Linked DNA regions of Anser cygnoides: region 2 is linked to region 1. Evidence: chromatin contacts called from public Hi-C data. All regions are on one chromosome and are shown on one strand. The core of a region is the stretch at or near the end of the contact, and the rest is flanking DNA. Distances in the headings are between cores, read along the strand shown.

What was found. Hi-C and Micro-C count contacts between places; a contact is called where the count stands out from the background.
Region 2: a contact with region 1 is called in a Hi-C map of liver, with 5 times the contacts expected there. The contact joins two enhancer-like sites. A contact is called at or near these places in 2 of 7 Hi-C or Micro-C datasets (both in liver).

What each region holds. Positions count from the first base shown.
Region 1 is chr5:54,941,885-54,948,432 of Taihu_goose_T2T_genome, reverse strand. LOC106047813 (a long non-coding RNA gene) reads left to right here. Exons shown (of 17, transcript XR_010832008.1): 5 at 2,436-2,534. Among named protein-coding and RNA genes, the nearest start is that of DIO3, 170 kb to the left of the region's middle. Within about 2 kb of position 3,677, at least 2 of the 3 cell types and tissues checked have open chromatin away from gene starts, as enhancers often do. A contact at or near this core is called in liver, where this site is marked.
Region 2 is chr5:55,208,310-55,214,857 of Taihu_goose_T2T_genome, reverse strand. The region is part of intron 3 of PPP2R5C (protein phosphatase 2 regulatory subunit B'gamma); the gene reads right to left. It overlaps LOC106047008 (a long non-coding RNA gene), which reads left to right and starts at 6,385. Exons shown (of 4, transcript XR_007165521.2): 1 at 6,385-6,548. Within about 2 kb of position 2,822, at least 2 of the 3 cell types and tissues checked have open chromatin away from gene starts, as enhancers often do. A contact at or near this core is called in liver, where this site is marked.

The DNA of each region.
Region 1 (6,548 bases), core at 2,428-4,927:
AAGAACTGCTGTTTACCAAAGTGTTTCATTTTAGTGCATGTTTTTGCTTTTTTAAAATATAGAAGACTATTGTCATGGAAATACCTGATTCTGTAGCTATATTATGTGCAGTGAGAGAGCATTTCAGGTGATTGTAAAACAGTTGTGTATTGTAAATTGAGAAAAAAGTGGATGTCTTTATCTATCCATCCATCCGTCTGAACTCAGACTGTATTTTAGAAACAGATGTTATAGCCTTCATCCAGCTCAACATCTCTCTGCTCCAGCAGTTGTCCTTTCAGTCCATTCATTGTCCATGGTCACGGGTCATTATGCATGTGCCAGCTCTGGTCAGCTATCAAAAAGAACTCAGCTAAAACATGGAAGACACGATTTTCCATTTGAGTTCCCAACACTAAAATGGTATCATTTACTTTTGAAAGATTTCTTTTTTTAAAAAAATTAAACTACCACATCCAGAATTTCTTGTTCAACCATAAAGCCTTTTCCTCCTAGGGATCAGTTCAGTTCAGTGGCTGAATATCTAAATGTCAGGGATTCATATGCACAATCTACAAAATCTGGTACATACTGATATGTTGGAATAAAATTTCAGTCCCCAGTCTTGAATGGGTGGGATCCTTTTTTCTGTAAACATTATGTGGCTTGGAGGTTTGTCAGAGTTGCACCAATGTGGGTCAAACTGCATGGTCAGGGCCTTTAAGACTTCGGCAGGAAAGTTATCATTTGAGGTTCAAAGCATTTCTACTATAATATGAGAATTAAACCATGCTGCAAATTCTTAAAGTATTCAAAAAGAGGGTTAGTTTATTATCTGCAATTATCTTCTATACTGGTGTTTCTGGAGAGAATAAACATGGAAAGCTCAGTGTGTAGATCCTCCTGTCACAACTTTGCACTGATAATCAGATGGTAATCTTTGAAGATCTTCATCCCTTTTTATGCTGCAAATAGATATTTGGCTTTGTTAACCTGCTGAAGGATTTAAAAAGGAATCAACATATTCTGTAGACTCAAAGAGAAAGGACTGTTTATTTGTGCATTCTGACCTCCTGAATATTACAGCCAAAAATACTGCTTTTTCACATTTGCATTGAGCCCAATTCCTTTTATGTTTGATTAAAGTGTTACCTGCAAATGCAAACTTGTGAGCACAATTTATTTTCCAGTCTTCATTTTGAAAAACTGTGATTCCCTGAGCTCAGAATGACTGAAGTCTTGTTTGCTATGGCTTTGGATTGTCTGGTTTTCTAACAAGGCACAAGCTCCAATTGGAGCTTTTCCAGTAGCTGGGAAATTCATAACTGCTCACTACTAGTGGATCCTCTGAAGGCCTAGCAGGGTATGTTCACACTGAAGCCTTTCATTTACTAGAAACAGTATTAAGGTCAGCCTGTTTACCCATCCAACTATTTTCCTACATCTTGGTAGGAATGCAATTACGTTTGAGGTGTCTGCTTTTATCAGATATGGTGGGAATTAGTGATTGTGTCCAAAAATTGTTTAAGAGGTAATATGCGTATGATCAGTCATGTAAGCAACACTTGGCTATGTATGAGTTGTTTCCCTAGGAAATCTGGCACCTGTACTGCCAGAGATATCTGAACCCCTATGGATTTTTATTGTTCTATTCCTACTGTTCAGTAGAGAAGGAGAGATAAGAGAGGTTCATCTGATGTGAAACAGCATTCCTAGAGGATATCAACAATTACCAATGGACTAATTTCCTTCTGATATTCTGCCCATTTCTGGGATTGCTTTTCATCATGGTGGTCTTTAAAAAAATATAGGCAGACATACAACTGCCCTGTCAGATGAGAAATGAGAGTTAGTAAATTGTTTCATTTTTGTCATTTTTTCAAAGTCCTTTGTCATGTCATCAGCCAACAGGCAGGATGCAAGTGAGATATTGAGGCTTTGTTTATTTTCACTTCTGTTTCCGTTTGCTATATATGAAGATGATCCTAGATTTTGTTGCAATAATACTTTTCATTCAGAAATTTGGACCTCGTCTGATGTGAGCCCCAAACATTTCCATTTCTAAGTGCAATAAGTTAATGCCTATGTAATTATAAAGCGGTGCCAGCTTCTAACCACACTGTCTTACCTACCCTAGTCCTTTGGAAATGTTTTGCTTGCAACAACTTTATATACTAAACATGTTTGTTTAATAAAAATGTTGTTATGATAACTATAAACAACATATTTGTGACATGACTAATGTTTTCATGAAGTTGCTTTCATTTTCACAGGTCAGTGCTTCCTTTTCCAGCTTCACAAACAGTTTTCTCAATCATCTGGGCACCAAGTTGGTGCCTCAGCACTTGGATCTGTGTCCTATGATTTGATCTTCTTTTCAGAGTGTTCTCTCATTTGTCCCTGTCCATGTGCTGTTTTTCCTGACAGTTCTTTTTTCTTGTGCCACTTTATGACAGCTTTTCTCCATGATGTGCTGTTAAAAGCATATATCCAGATATCCAGAAAAAAAAAAAAGTGGAAAAAAAGAAGCAGCTGACCAATAACTTACCTAGAAAGTAAGTAATTTTTTTCTTATTTATTACGGGTGTATGTTTAGCTACGTTATAATCTACATCCATGACTTTCTGTACAACATAGGGCACATTTTGTGAATGAGCTTAAACACTATAAAATTGTAATTATTCATGAATAGTCTGTCTTTTATTGCTAATGACACACATCATACCAGCAGAGTTTGATATACCAATTATAAGAATAAAGTTCATCTGAGGTAACAGAGTTTATTCCTTTCTCAGGCATCCAGCCTGGATCTCAGCTACGAAGTAAGTACCTCTACCACATCTCATTACCAAAATAGCAACCTTCTTAATCCTTTGCTGTGAAGAACAAAGGTTTGATTCAGTCTCTGGAGCAGAAATAGGATCTTATTAATGCACTGGCAACTAAAGTGTTGTTATTTTTGTTAGAAAAGAGAGAAACAGGAATTTGCTGATATATGTTAGATTAAGGGCTTTTATTATTTTGAGATTAATCGGATTGTTAGTTAGGCCTTTTGAACGGCAGTTGAAAATCTACAAAATATCTTTTAATTTAGCATTTTGGATGAATTCAGGAGCTGCTTCTTCAGCTTCTATTCTTTGTATCTGTTCTGAAAGAGTTACTTAGGATGCCAATTAAATGGTGTATTGCTTACTCTGCAAGTGGTGGAACTAGGAGGAAAGTTCTGCCACTCTTGACAGGAGTACTGGTCTTGCTGGGCTCCATCCACTTGCCATCCATTGGATCAGAGCTTAGACCCAAGGCACCAGTGAGGTACCTGGTGCTTGGCTTTTGAGGATCAGAAGAGAACTGTGCATCAGCTTAGTGTCCAGGCTTGAACAGGTTACAAATGATGCATGAATTCTTGTTTGAAATGTTAGATCTCTGATGGTGTTTTATGGAGCCTCTTTCTTTTGAAAGATTTGCTGCCATGTAGTGTTTAGCTTCAGTAGACTGTGGAATTTGGGATCCCTGTGGAGTAGGCTCTCTATGCCTCTGGCAGCTCTTCAGGATAAAGTTGAAATCAGGATTGCAGAGGAGCCAGAGGAATTCTACTTGGTGAATTAAATGTTCTTGAGTTTGAGGACCTGGAAAAGGGTGAGGAAAGGATCTGGGTGAGCTCTCAAATTGGTATGAATGACTGGCATAGAAGGTATTGCTTAGAGCAAAAATAAATGCAGTGTAACTGATCCGCTGAGAGCAGCAAACCGTTTCTGGAAATGACTGGTGCTTGATAATTCTTAGTGATAGGCAAATGCCATGCTCCAAAATACGTGTGGTCCATTGTGCAATTCTGTGTGGGTGTGGATCTTTGCAGGTTATTGGCCTATGCCCTTTGGCATAAAATGTGTTTGTCTAAGTCTTAGTATGTAGAACTTCGGGTGTTTATCTTCATGTGTATGTGAAAGGTTCAGGGTTAAGCGAGGAGCTATCCCAGAAGCTGAGGTCAGCAGAAGTGTTCTGGCTAACTGTTCCCAGGGCTGAGTAGTAGACCAGTAGGATGGCATTTTCAGTGAACCTCAGTTTGCTGCTTCTGTTCCTTATGGTTAGGATAAATCTCATGTTTGGTCTCCAGGAGATATGACAAAGATATGTGATAGAGTCTGTAGGCTGAGACTTGTGGCTTGACTGTGTGGACTTTTATTTGTGAGCTGGATGAGATTTCTAGGCATAGTCTAAGGCAATTGTGTGTTGTATTAATTGCTATTTTATCCTGATTATTTATATCCCCAGAATGTTTTAAGTATCAAATTTTGATAAAACAGGAATGCTTCAAGTGCCAGTAGGATACAGGCCAAGCCTGTTCTCTGTTATACCCCTGTAAAGCTGGAATAATTCTATTGACTTCTGAGTGGCAGTGGTAGTACAGAAAGCAGAACTGGACCTGAGAGATGAAGCAGAGGGTGTGCATGTGTGTGCGCCTTGGGCAGTAAAACAGCTGACTGAAAAAAACAGCTAATGCACTGCTCCCATTTTCCCTTGATGGTTTCCAGCTGTCCTCTTATCCCTGGCATACCAAATGACATTAATTAGGTTCAGCTTATAAAAATAAGTGGGAAGCAGTATGCTTTACCCACCTTATAGAGCTGTACATAAATGATGTGTTACATACAACAAACTGCAATTGCAGATGCTGAGCAACACTGCGGTTATTAAGCCAGGAGATGAGTAAAGAGAAAGTTCCTTTGGCAAAGCAGTCATAGGCAGGATGGCTTCTCAGACTGTGCAATGGAAGAAGGTATGATCGCATGAAGGAAATCAATGTGTATTGCACCTGAAACACAATTGAGAGTGTCACAGACTTCATGCTTTGTTCATCTTGAGTCTTTTAGTATTAAATGAGGCAGAAGAAAGGAAGGATCTAAAGAGGAGAGTAAAGGAAGAAGGGAGTATTCTTATTTTCCCCAACCAGTAAGCATGTATTTGTAGGGTATTAACATCTTGTTTGTTGTTGCTGTTTTACATTTTTGCACATTTTTTCATTAGGGATTGTAGGTGAATTTCTCAGAGAATTTGGAAAATAAGTACAACTAAAATGTATTTGAAGAGTATGTAAACCTAGATTTTCCTCTGAGTGTACTGTCATGATGTGAAACTGAATGAGTTATATTTTATGCGGCTGCAGCAAGACATGGACAGGTTGCTAGGAAAGTATTATCAGGAACTGGTTGAAATCAACAGACGCAGAAGGGAACGCATTATGCAGGGCATGGAAATCACAGTGTCTTAACTCCATAGCCGGTCCCAAAGGTTAGTAAGATTTTGACGAATTGGATGAATTGCTGCAGGCTCTGTCTAAAGTAAAGTGGAAACTGAAAATTCAAATTTAAATGCTTATTAGAGACTTAGTGGAAAAAGTTATGCAAAAGTTGGAATGTGTGTTAGCTGCAGTTATGATGGAAGTTGCAAAGGAGAGAAATGTTCAAGGTTGGTGTTGCCTGACTAGAAGTGTTGTATAAACCTAGAGAAATTATCCATATGACTTTAAATAATGAATAAACAGCAGTTACTAATGTGGACACTTACAAATATGGACAACTATAATACTGGAAAACCAATGTTTGCTTACTAAGATATGATATTATTTGGTAAATGAATGGCCTTCTGAGGTCCAAGTTAGGTGAATTACAACAATGATAAAGTTACATTATGGCTGGAAACTTTTTCTTTTCCTGGATGTGTGTGGACAGTGGAGAAGAAAACGGAAAAAAGTAAAAAACTTGTTTGGAAAGGGGAGTAGGAGAGGGAACTCTCGTATTGTATGAATTTACTGTTTTACAGTTAAGTCTGGGTGCAAACAGATCACAAATGCTGCAGTTTTGTAAGTGGGTAGTTTCCACTTAGTCTAGTGCATTAAAGTCACTAGCCACTGGGTGGAGGTGGCAGACAAACTTCCTATTAGGTGTTTTTCTCACCCATTCTTTTTACAGTAAGTAGCCCAAGATCTAGGAAAGTAACTAAGAGACATGGTGGAACTGTACGTCAGGCTGGGGCTGGCAGTTAAAGTGGACAAGTTTCAGAAGTAAAACAGTTTTTAGTTCTCATTTGTGCTTTGTACTTTAGAAAGATAAAACAATAAGATTTGTGGGCATTGTAGAAAAAATATTTCTATCAAAGCATCTGATGTTTAGCTCTAGGAAATCTGATGCTGCGGCTGTAGGAAATATCATGCATCAGCTGATGGCCATGACCTTAACCAGAGGGCTTTCAGGTTGCAATACTGAATTTAAATCTATTTCATCAGCTCAGAAATATCTTGTGAGATCCTGGATTTCCTTGGTGACCTAGATAATCTCTTACCATCTTACAGAGTCTGGGAAATTAAATTAGCAAGAGGAGTTTGGCCTGTCATATTTTGTTTTCATTTTTCATGTGGAGGCAAATCCTGAAGGAACATGTCCCTTAGCAGGAGGGCACTTAGCTTTCTTAGTGGAGCAGGTCTTAGTGTGAAGTTGGGGAAGCCTCTATGAGGAAGAAGGAGTAATCATATCAAGAAAGCAAAGCAAACTGCCATGCTCTGACTTGCTCTT
Region 2 (6,548 bases), core at 1,573-4,072, 270 kb before region 1:
TATAAAGTAATGACAGGTGACAGTTATCTCAGGAATTAAAAAAAAAACACAAACTTTTAACAGTGTTTTTATAATGCAGGAAGATTACCAAAAACATGTTGTGAGGATCTGTGGTAGAAGTTACCCTGTTCAACATTTTCATAAACAATACAGAAGATTAATAGTGAGGTCACACAGTTTGTTAATGGAATATTCATTGTCACTTTAAAGCCTGTTAAAAAGAGCTACAGAAAGATTTCACAGTACTGAGCAAATGAATTCCATTTATTACATATTTTCAAATGCGGATAAATGTGAAGAAATGTGGGTGAACCAGCTGACTGCATATATTTACGAGTTCTAGCTTACTCAAAAGATATTTTAGTTATGGATGCTCCCTAAAAACACATACCTGCCAAACAATTTTTGACTACTGCTGAGCTGCTAAAAGAGCATTAAGAAAGTAACAAAACATTGTTTTTGTGTGCCAATATTTTTAATACTGCATACAGCTCCACTTACCCTATCTTTAACAGTTCACAAAACCAGTGAGAATCATTTAAAAACACCGTAACAGTTTTCATGAAAGTAGTACACAAACTTCAGAGTTACCACAGACGTAAAAGTACTAATAGGCATTTTGGCACTAAACGCATTAAGAAGTCTACTTCAGTAACCAAAGGGGAAAAAACAGCAACCAAAAATACAGAATATTGCTCTTCAAATTTTAAGAAGTACATTAAAATTATTATTTTTTTAAGTGACAGAAAGGGCAGTCTTTTTTGCCCCATATGCAATAAAGAACTGCAGGATCATAGCATAATTTATCAGAAGTGACTGTCTCACTTCTGCTGGTCTAACCCCCGCTCAAAGCAAGGTGAACTACGTAAGCAGAGCTGCTCATGTTGCCCACTCAAGTTTTCAGCGTCTCCAAGCAGAGATTTCACAGCCCCTTTTGGAATCTTGTTCCCATGTTTAAACACTTTCACAGTGAATTTTTTTTTTCTCCTTGCATTCAGTTGCAATTTCTTGCATTGCAGCTTGTATCAGTCATCTCTCTTCAGGCACCGTGCATCTCTGAGAAGCGTCTGGCTCTGTTCTCCATACCCTCCCGTCAGCCGAAGAAAACATCTCTTCTCAGCCTTTCCTTCCTTGGGCCAGCAAACCCAGTTCTCAGCCTCCTTTTGTGCATCGTCAGATTAATGGCTGCTGCTCTGCATGCTGAATTTGGTCTGCATTACTGCTGAAGCGTGAGCTTTGGCCTTCACTTCCATTTAATTAATTACAAAATTGATTTTTTTTAGCTCAGAAAAAAATCCTGTGAAGTAAAAGCCTTTGTGATTTTCAGCAAGTACTATTAAACAGAAATATCTACAAGTCAATTATTTTTCAAGAAAAAGAAACATGCTGGGTTCTTTGGGTTCTTTATAAAATGAAAGCACTGAGTGAACTTTTCTCCTTTAAGGAAAATCACGTACTTCAGGTTTAAATGCATCATGTAGCTCACTTAAAAGCTGCTCCCTCTGTTTACTCATTGTCAAAGGGACTTGACCTTTCATAATCAACTATGAAAATACAAAGTGGAAATGCAGCTTACAATAGCTGGAGAGCACTTGGTTTCTTTAAGAACCTGGCATTAGTTTATGATGATTTGATCTGGAGCTGAAAGGTTATCTAAGGCGGCCCAAGCTCAGAGAAACCAGCATCACGAGGTGCTTGATGCTGTGTTGGTACCCAACCCAACAGAACCATCAGCTTTTACCAAGCTTTTCTAAGAATGTAAATTTCTATCCATATCCTCAGATAAATACATCACAAGAATGTTACCGCTGCCATTTTTAGTCATACCCTGTAGAAGAGCACTATGTGGAGATGGAATATGAACTACCTTCCATGGTCCCTTGCTCAGGATTACAGGGAGCACATGAAAAGAACAGGCAGAGTTAACATTACCTACATCTTCAAACAACCAACCCCACAAACTTTCACAAAATCCAAATTAAGTTAAATAATTACAAAGTTGAGTATCAAAAAATTTTACTGCTCTGGAAGGCAGAGGACAACAGACAATGAGGTATTTGAAACAGGTCACAGCCTACAGGAAGCACTGGTGGGAGCTGACACAGGATCAGGGCGTTCTCATCCTCCCTCCCACACAACTTTCACCACGTCTTGCAAAGTATCTTGAAAATCGTTTTGGAAAAGCGTGAACAGACAATATTACCAATTCCACTAAGCAACTAGGCCGCTAAACTAACTTCTATACTCTGTTAATTCTGGCAATGCAGACCAGAGCAGAGTTCTACCAATATTTTGTTCAAATTTCTGAATATCTGTGTCTTGACTACATGAAAACACTGTTTTTCAGGCTAACAGCAGTCAACTGCACTTCTAATGAAAAGCGTACCCCCCCAAAGGAATAGACATTTATAATCTGCCTACACAAAGAATCAAGATCATTTTCTAACTGCACTCTGTCCTACAGCTACAGCTTCCTGCAAGACAACTCACCACAGTAAACACAAACTGGTAACTGAAGCCTAGTGACAAATGTTAACAGTTTGTTGTAATCTATGCTGCTTTTACAGCGCCTTTCTTTGCTTGAAGCACTGAGATGGAAATCAGAAGGTCCTGATTCCTTCCCCCAGGCCTCATCTCAGTTACTTGGATCAGGGCCCTGAGTGCACTCCAGTCACCCTAGGGGTTTCGCTGCCAGAAGGGCTCCATAAGGAGAGAGAAGCATCTTGAAAAACCATCCTGCTCTGCTTCCCTCTTTGCTGTAAAAATCTTACGTTTGCAATACTTAATAATTCTCTGCTGTCCTTACGTCACCTTCATAGCTAGTGACCTCCACACAAGGATCCTACAGGAACTCTCCATGCAGATACCCCACAACCAGTTGCTTTACCTTCTCCATCTTCGCTTGTTTCACAGCCAACTGCACACACACAAAGCCTCTACTGAGGACCACAAACCACAACAGCTATTTCGTAGCCATAACAGCTGCTCAAATTGAAACCGATTCTCTTTAAGCTTGCAAGGTAAGCTTTCAGTTCACTGCAGTCACTAAAGCCAAGCGGCTGAGCCGACCATTATGTGCTCTGTACTCTAGGACGATCGATGCAGCAGCATGACTTGGGCCCCCTGGAAAGCCTGGTGTGGGTGGAATGACCAAGGGCTCACTACCCCAGTAGCCAAACATTCTTCCTGAGCCAGCGCTGTCAGCACAAGCAGATAACACACAGTAATGGCTGCATGCCACTTGCCTTTGCCGTGGACTGGGCTCTTCTGATGCTTGGTGTTTTCCAGCAATGGGTCCAGAGTCATCTTCCGCGGACCCGATTTCTACACATTGGTCTTGGACAACTGCCACCAGTCTATAATTGTGACAAAGGGCAGAGTCTCACTGTATTCAAACCAGAAAAGGAGAGCCGATCTAGTGACAGTGATCAGGGCCAGCCAACAGTCCAGTGGTTGTGGAACATGTCCGCAGTGAAGAGGCAGGTCAAGCCAGGTGGTCAACACATCAGGACCCCGAAAGGCAAGGCACACCACCCAAGATATGGCTGCAGCCTGGATGAGGCAGTGACCAAAGCCAAGGGCCTGAGCCTGAAAACAGCTCCTGAGTGAGGGGGGGAACCCCAACAAGACTTCTCACGGCTCTCTCCATGACAGCCTGACTCAAGAGCTGATTTTGAGCACCAGCTGGGGTATTCAGGGCCCTGACACCTCCTATCCTACAAATCCCCATTGTTCCTCCAGAGACAGCAACAGTAGACAATAAGATGTTGACACCCTTATTTCCTATTCACAAGGCTCTAAACATGACTTTTTAAAAACACCTGCATCTATTTTCCCAACTGTGGTGCTTTGGCAAAGCTACAAGTAACCCAGACAATAAAGCTGTCTGCAGTTCAGAAGGGGGAGGAAGAAGAAGAGCAAGCTTCCACCTCTTGCCAGACCAGACTTCTTTTTAATTCTGCAAACTTTACATATTCCATGTGATCCAGGTATAGAAAGTGTATTAGAATTAATTTTAAAAGCAAGATTGCAATTTTTATTTTCAAGTAATTCCTGATAGTCTGCTCTACAAAAATACCCCCTCCTTTTTCCCCACTCACCCCAAATAACATTAAGGCCAAACAGAGTATTTTACCCTCTAATATATAATGGTAAAACAAGATACACAATCTCAAACTTTTACTTTAAACACCATATGAAATTTGTTCTAAAGCAGATTTACCTTTTAGTGGAGAAGATACTACCAGCCTTTTTTTTTTTTTTAAGTTAAAATTCTAGCATTTGCAGCTACGAAGAGAAGCACTTCTACTAGAAAATTCAACCCATGCTTCAACAGATGATGTAAAAGGACAACTGTAAAAGCTGCATGGATTAGAACAAGCAGTAAACCTTTGTCATTAGGCTTCAGAGTTATCAGCTCACTTTAGCTCCTATTTATTTTAAATACATAGTTCTGTAAGGATTCATTTTGGGGGCAAATCAGTACTGGTCAAATTAGAGCAGCTAGTGAGATGAGGTGCATACAAAAGAATGAACTAGTATGGATGGATGGAAGAGATGCATTCTCCTCCCTGCTCCCCCTCACCTCTGAAGAGACTCCTCTGGGCTATAATACCAGACACCCATCTAATTTCCTACCATGTGAAAAATGCAAAGTAATCCCCCAGATCTTCCTTAATTGCTTACAAGAAAGTTGACTTTCTTCATTAATAAAAAAAAAAAAAACAAGAAACACAAACGTAACAACACAACCCTTAACCTCAACCTTATTAGCATATTATCCTGTGTACCAAAAATTTAGTGTTTACAACAGTAAATTTCAGAAGTTTCTTAAAATGCACTTCCACAATTGCTTCCACAATTACGTATTTGATTTGAGCAACAGGGATAATAGAATCACTGACGTGAACCCTTTTATCATATTAAGACAAAGGATTATTGCGGTTCATCGTTATAACACTTCATAGTTCTGCCTCCAACCTTTGTTTTTTTCTAAAATTCACTTGCGCCTTTAAAAGATGGGACTTCTACCCTTCCAAAATGAAGCACATATCAGGAAATTAAGGTGATTTGCACAGACGGAAGAGTGAAGGCCTGTCTACAGTTCAGGCAGTCGCATTTATATTCCCTTGACAACAAGCAAAGCCCTTATTCTAACTCAAGGGAATTTTACCACATTCCCCCCCACACACACTCACAGACCAAAATTAGAGTCTTCTAGAATACATCTAGTCTCACTTCAGACAAAGAAGGGTAAGGCTCTCGTAGAGATAAAGAGAAATCATGATCTCTTAATATATGAAGACAACTGCTATTGCTTAGAGGAGCAGGCTTCTGTGCGTTTTGTTTATTAAAAAAAACCACGACACTTTCAAAGCAAAATATTTTTAGTGAATGGAATATTCATTAAAAAAACCTTTTCAGTACTAACAACTAGCCTATGCCATGGAAAGCCGAGAAGGAAAAGGTAATCAAGAACAGTATCAGCTGTGTTTCTTGCATATAAGTGCCATTGTTCAAGCTGTGCTGATCCCATCTAATAAATGCTCTGCTTTCCTAAAAAGTTCTAAAACAAAGCCAGCTTGAGGAAGACGTTAAAAAAAATAAATGCTTTGATTGGTTACGAAGCTTGTTTATGGGCATGTAAAAACACAAAGAAACACACGGCAATGCAAAATTCCACTAACCGCAAGAATACAGAACAAGACACACACCTCGATATTATCTAAAAAAAAAATGTCAGGAGAAAATGCATTTTCCTAAGGGACTACGTAATGTGTAGGCTTGCAGTGCAGCAATTCTGTAGATCCAAGAGAACACGTTTCTGTGCAGAAAGCTAACAGCGAAGGCTGCGCAAGCCACCAGGCACATAAGAGCTCGCTTGTTAGCGCCGAACCGCATCTCCTCGGCAATGCTTCCCGGCTGCACCAAGGCTGTTCTCCCCCCGAGTGTCACCCCTGCCCCTCCCCAGCCACCAGGCCCGGGGGTCCTTTCCCCGGCAGAGCTGGGGGCGCACACCCAGCTCGGCTCCCCCTGCCCCTCGCGGCACCTTCCTGACTTCGCATCCCTCGGCATCAACCGAAGGGGGCTGAAAAGGGGCGAAGACCCGGCGGTAGCAAAACCCTCGCTGCTCACCTCTGATGTGCAGCAGGGCCAGGGGCTGGAAGGGCCCGTTGGGACCGGCCGCGTCCACCACCACCATCCTGCCGCCGGCCCGGTTACATGTCAACATCGGGGCTGCGCCGGGGGAGGCAGCCCGCTGCTTACGGCGAGAAACCGGCCTCCATTTTAGGTCGTTTTTATTTTTTTTATTATTTTTTTTTTTATTAAAAAAAAAAAAGGCAGAAACTGAGGCGCTGTGCAGCTGGAGGGAACTGGCTGCCGGGTGATGTCAGCGGGCGGCAGCGGCCCCATTGGCTGAGGGCCGCAACTTAAAATGACACCGGGCGAGACGCGAATGGGAGGCGGCCGCGGCGGCAGCGCCGGGCCCGCGCCTCAGGCACCGGCCCTGGGGGGCCCCTCGGAGCCCGGCTGGGCCACCGCGCTCC